Linked DNA regions of Sus scrofa: region 2 is linked to region 1. Evidence: chromatin contacts called from public HiChIP or PLAC-seq data. All regions are on one chromosome and are shown on one strand. The core of a region is the stretch at or near the end of the contact, and the rest is flanking DNA. Distances in the headings are between cores, read along the strand shown.

Evidence for each region. HiChIP or PLAC-seq counts read pairs in DNA pulled down with a chosen protein or histone mark.
Region 2: a contact with region 1 is called in an H3K27ac HiChIP or PLAC-seq map of alveolar macrophages. The contact joins the enhancer-like site here to the promoter of UBQLN1 in region 1. A contact is called at or near these places in 1 of 5 promoter capture datasets (liver), 6 of 47 Hi-C or Micro-C datasets (embryonic fibroblasts, fibroblasts, liver and 1 more) and 1 of 2 datasets of contacts at active chromatin or transcription factors (alveolar macrophages).

What each region holds. Positions count from the first base shown.
Region 1 is chr10:31,274,558-31,277,410 of Sscrofa11.1, reverse strand. It overlaps UBQLN1 (ubiquilin-1), which reads right to left and starts at 1,495. Exons shown (of 12, transcript XM_021064658.1): 1 at 1,238-1,495; 2 at 353-972. The coding sequence starts at 532. It overlaps LOC110255669 (a long non-coding RNA gene), which reads left to right and starts at 865. Exons shown (of 2, transcript XR_002336308.1): 1 at 865-997; 2 at 1,721-2,853.
Region 2 is chr10:31,315,942-31,318,794 of Sscrofa11.1, reverse strand. UBQLN1 (ubiquilin-1) reads right to left here. Exons shown (of 12, transcript XM_021064658.1): 12 at 1,274-2,853. Among named protein-coding and RNA genes, the nearest start is that of IDNK, 24 kb to the left of the region's middle. Within about 2 kb of position 1,429, at least 1 of the 83 cell types and tissues checked has an H3K27ac peak or open chromatin away from gene starts, as enhancers often do. A contact at or near this core is called in alveolar macrophages, where this site is marked.

The DNA.
Region 1 (2,853 bases), core at 246-2,745:
AGGCGGCGGGTCCCTTTCCTTTGTGAGGAGCCAGAAGGAGGCGGCTGGGGGCGGGGAGCTGGAGGAGGAGGCTGGGGGTCTGTGGACGCCCGAAGAAGGAGCCGAGAGAAGCAGCATCTGTTCATCCCCCAAAAAGGCCGCGCGGCCCCCGCCACAAACCTGCGATGCCCCCAGGAGCAAACCCACGAACTTGGGTGTGATCGAATTTGGGATGAGACGCGGGAGAAAGGATGAGGGCACCTCCGGGGACGACCCCCACCACCGCCAAACCCTTGCAAAACCGTCTCCTCCCACGGCGGGCGGAGGTCCTGCCGCCATCCCCACTACGCCCCGAGCCTAGGGCGGCCCTCACCTGCTGGACTGAGCTATTCTCCGGCACTGCGAACTCCTCCTTCTCCTTCGGGGTCTTCACGGTGACTTTCATGATCTTGGGCTCGGCGGAGGCAGCGGCCGCGGGGGCGCCGGCACCTTCGGCCGCGGCGGCGCTGTCCTGGGAGCTCGGAGGGCTGCCGCTTTCACCATTCTCGGCCATGGCGGCGACGGCGGTGACTCAGGCGCGCAGGAGGGAGCGGGCGAACGAGGGGGAGCCAGGCGACGCCAGAGCCGGCCGGCCTGGGCAGCGGAGAATGTGGGGCACGCTGCCTCGGTGACAACGGGCGCAGGGCTGTCCTAGCGGGCGAGGGGCCGCGAAGCTTGGCGTGGACCCCGGCGCAGGCCCGGGTTGGGCGCTCGGCAGCCGCCGTGTGTTCAGATGCCGCTCGCTCACAGCGACATCCGCAGCCGCCGCCGCCGCTTCCTCCTCCCCGCCCCTCCCCCCCACGTCCCTCTGCCGGCGCCGCGCGGGGCACGCCGGGTAACGCGGCTGGAGACGTAGCCGAGTCATGCCAGGCCGGCGCCGCTTGGGACTCTGGCTGGCTTTTTTGCCCTTTCCTGCTCCATTGCTCAAAGCGTAGGCGCGTTCAGAATGAAGGACTAAAAACAAAGTGGGGTAGAAGAGGTCAGTTCATTTCTTTTTACCCCTTTCACCAAAAAATAAACTCGCGTGTTCTCGGGGAGACAGAAAGGGCGCAGAGGGATGACGTCACGGCTAGCGAAAGTACTGGAAAGGGGTATCGACCACTGGGCGCTGCGGCTGGAGATGCGCGTGCGCGCTGGTGGGCCAGGTAGTTTCCCCAACCCCCTCACCTTACACCCCCCCTCCCCCCGGTGGCGGTGCGCACCCCCTTAGCTCCCGTACCTGCTTTGCGTAGCCTGCTGCGAGGAGGGTCTAGAACAAATGCCCGCAAGGTGTTTCGTTGATTTTAAATGTGCTTGATTCTTACCCACTTGGAAGCTTTAAAACACTTGCTCTTATAGCCCGGTGCGCGAGAGTTGAATTATGAATTAATGGAGGAAAAAAATCCTCGTCCTAAGAAAAGGAAAATGGAGTACATGCCTGTAGCCACCTTGCGCAGTTTCGCGGAGTCACTGCTCCATGGCCAGAGCTTCCCACCCTCGGGTCAGTCCCGTTTGGTCAGGTGATCAGGCCACCTGTGTTGACAGTGGCCTCTCCTGCGTTGACAACCCTGCTAGTGCATCCTGGAGTTCTCTGAATACTATCCCCCCAAATGTTTGTGGCACAAGCAGAGTACCCAAGAAGTGCCCACCCAACTGGGACAATTTAATGAAGCTCAGGTGTTCATTTTATATTCTTTCAAATTAAGTTACTGCTTCATTTCAGACTTCAAGTGGCATTAAAGTTTCGAAGATTATATTCAATGAAACATGGGTACAAATAAGAAACAGTAAGTTAATTTCCCTCTAAAGAATTCTAAATTTGAAATGAACTTATCATCTGCCTTTGAAGATGACTTGCAAAGGAATGTACAACACAGGACATGAACTTTATTAACCAGTATTGCACAAGTGTAAACTCTGACACCCCACCATGATCCAAATATGCAAGGATACGTACTGTATTTCTGTTCTTAAGCCATCCAACTCTGTTCTGGTTATAAGTACTCTTACATGAAGACCACTTTTTAGCAGAGCTCCTTTGGAATCTCGGTCTAAGAGGAGCTCTCAAAGTGTAAATTGCAACATAGGCATCATCTGATATCAGCTACATTCCTGGCAGCTTGTTCAATAATAGCATGAAGAAGTTACACAAGGCTCTCTGCTAGAAGATGACTGTTTGTTTGTGTCTGGATGTGAGGTAATCATTACTTGTCAAGGTGGAAAGTTCTGCCATTGGAAAACCAATCATTTATCTCTAACCCTACACTTAGGAAAAATTTCTCTGTAATTATTTATATCTACATCAATTTCTACAAAAATTCTGATGACTATGCTCAATTTATGGAGTAATAGAATTTATCTGTAAGACTATGTAGTTAAGTAATTCATTAGAGCCCTTTTTGGATACAACTCTACCTTGTAAGAAACCATCGAAAGACTAGATAGTAGCTGTATCGGGCTTTGTGGACCATACATTTTCCATCTCAAATACTCAGCTCTGTGCTTGTAACAAAGAACAACTGCAGACAGTGTATGGGTAACTAAGCCTCCCTGTGTCCTGGTAAAACTACTTACAAAAACAGGCCTAGGATCTGATTTGGCCACAGGGTGTCTGAGGCATATTCTTTTGAACAATTTTTGTTTGTTAAATGATTGGTGAAACAAATATAAGAGCTGGAGGTCCTGTCGTGGCACAGCAGAAACGAATCTGACTAAGGACCGTGAGGTTGGAGGTTCAATCCCTGCCCTCGCTCAGCGTGTTAGGGATCTGGCATTGCTGTGGTCGTGGCTGTGACTGGCACCTGTAGCTCCAATTAGACTCCTAGCCTGGGAACATCCATATGCCTCGGGTGTGCT
Region 2 (2,853 bases), core at 180-2,679, 41 kb before region 1:
ACAGTTCCCTATTGTTGACTAGAGGAAAGATACAAAGAAGTCAAGGAAAAACACTTAATATTACTTAAGTAGCTGCCCAGAAATTCCGAAACAAAAATCCCCAAACTGTAAGTGAATGAGAGGGACAGAATGCAACAGTTGACAGTTCAGAGTACATCAACTGGTTAGCAAAGTTTAGGAGGGCTCTAAAATGAATCCCAGAAGAACCAACAAGCTTTACATAAGCCAAAGAAGATGGATGAAATTCCAGAAGGGAGAATACCGCATGCCACACTAGAGAAGCACAGATTTGCCAAGTATAGTCTTCCCAAGCCTGTTTGTTCACTGGATATACTGTTACCTTGAGGAATGGTTAAAAGGATGGTAGAGGATAGGACAAGGTTGAATTAAACAGGTTTCTTTAATGCAGGACTTCTTGCTGACTTAATCAACCTGTTTAAAGTTAACCTCTAAGAGAAGGAGGACAGTATACAGTACTTCCCCACCTAAACCACGTAACTCTTTGTTTTGCACAAAGACGTGCCTTAGCTTCACTTTCATCACTAATGTTAGTGACATTCTTACCTCTTCAATTCTGTTGTAACTTGCCTATAAAATTAATAGAGTAATAACGTCTCCCCTTTCATTACTAAATTTAGGCCTGAAACTCCAATTCTGAATACACAGAGGCCAACTATCATTTATCTAATTTGCTAACTTTGTTTAGAACCACAAATACTTCACTTGGGAAATAAAATCTAGAAATGTTATTTCCACCAGTCTATTCTCTATTCATTTTGTAATAAACTAACATGAGAACAATTTACAGTATTTCAAGATTCTTTTTTGTGCTTTTAAGAATTGTACAGAGTTTGAACTCCTTAAAAAGATAATTCAGATCTAAGATGAACATACTACAAACAAAAACAAAAAAACAAAATCACACCAGTACAACAATTAAAAGGTACTCAGGAGACCCTTTAGTGAGTGTTGTATACAGGCCTCACCACCACTTTCCACAGTGAAGAAATCCTAATGCCCTGATTCAAAAGGCGAATTAACTAATCACATACCAAAAGGAGTGAACAAAGCCCAGGCCACCTAACTTCTCTGTTGGCTCTTTTTAACACACTATATGGTATACATGCACATATTTCAATTGCAAACAAAAAAAAATTAACAAAAAATAATCTCAAGTGTGATAAAGTCTAAGGTAAATCAACTTCAATAGTCTTTAAAAGACAGTTTGAGCAAGACATCTTTTTCTTTCTACAAAAAAAGCAAGACAAACAAGTGTAAAAGCTAGAGATTTATTGTTATTTTGTGATTAATAAATTGTCAAATTGGTTATGACACTATCCCATACTGTATACCACCATTGGCCAGTACACAAGTTTTTCAACCGTACTGAGGCATAAGGCAAGAGAGCACAGAGACACATGAATACCATCCTTAACAACTTCCTCTTCGTCATGCCTCCACCTCGACCTTTGTACATGGTTTTCTTCCTGGGGAAAGTGTCACAACAGTGCACAAAACGGTGGGCAACCTGGCCTCTTTACTTTTTTTTAATAGCAAGCAACTTACAGAAGTAATGGAATTCAACTTTATTTCCCTTGATTTTACTGGTCTGAATTCATTTTAGGTTACTTTAACATTTTAATTTCCTGTAACTGTACATGAGAGAATATAATGACCTAAGAGAATACTGCATCAGAGTCAGCCAAATATATTACTGACCCAAAAGTTATGTTTTAATTGGTCCTAAAGGAATGTACCACCCCAACAGTTTGAGAGTTAGGCAAACGACTTCTTTGGGGAAGGAAGGAAAAAGCTGTAGAACAGCCAAATGTACTCAACATTGTTAAAACGGCTCTGTTTTCACCCTTGAATGATACTTCTTTACTACACTATATGCACAGAAATCCTAACAGAATCTTGGTTGCCAGTATTATTTAGGCTGGCCCAATCCAGGATAGATCCCCTCCCCACCCCCCAAATTCCCCTTCTCTCAGGCTCTGAAAAGCACAATATTTAACTATTTCTTAATAGAACTACCAAAACACTTCAGAAACAAGTGGCTCACAAATCATTTTAAATTCATGTATTGCCTGTGCATGAGAAAAATGATAAACCCAAAAGATAGTTCTATTTTTATATGGCGATTAAAAATAAATGAAACATCAAGACACTTTCAGTGAAAGCAACATTTCAATTACAAATTGTAATGCCTGTTAAACTACCTATGGGAAAAGCTGAAAAGTCCTAGGCGAATGCACTTTTGGGTTATACTAAGTGCTCCTTCAGTCTGCACAAAGATTAAGATAATTTACAATCTGTGAATGTTGCGACAATGTTACATTATGATGTCTATACAATTAAACGTCCTTAAAGAGATAACCAGAATCAGCTTTTCTACTATATTTTCAACAAACCTAATGTGTACTTTTGCTGAAAGATGTTTATCAAAGATGCTGTAAGATCTTACACAATTAGGAAATACTCAGCTTTAAAGTTATTTCCTTATCTATACTTTTTCAGTTGCAGATGTTCTGCTCAGATAATCTACTGCAGTATGTTTCTAGAAATGCAGTTCCAAATGTGCATACATATACTGTATACAAATAAAGCAAAAACTGTCAGTGGTATAAATCTTACAGCATTTTTGTTTGCAAAAATACATGCCAAAGTCACAATAAGCGATATTGTACCACAAATTATAGAGCGCAAATGATTTGCTTCTTTTTAATGCTTTTATTCTACATAAATTACTACCATAGGCTAATGTTTAAAAAGCAAATAAACTGGACAGATGCTGGACAAAAATTCTGTTCACCCAACTATAAAAGGTGATATATTTTTTAAAAATTACAA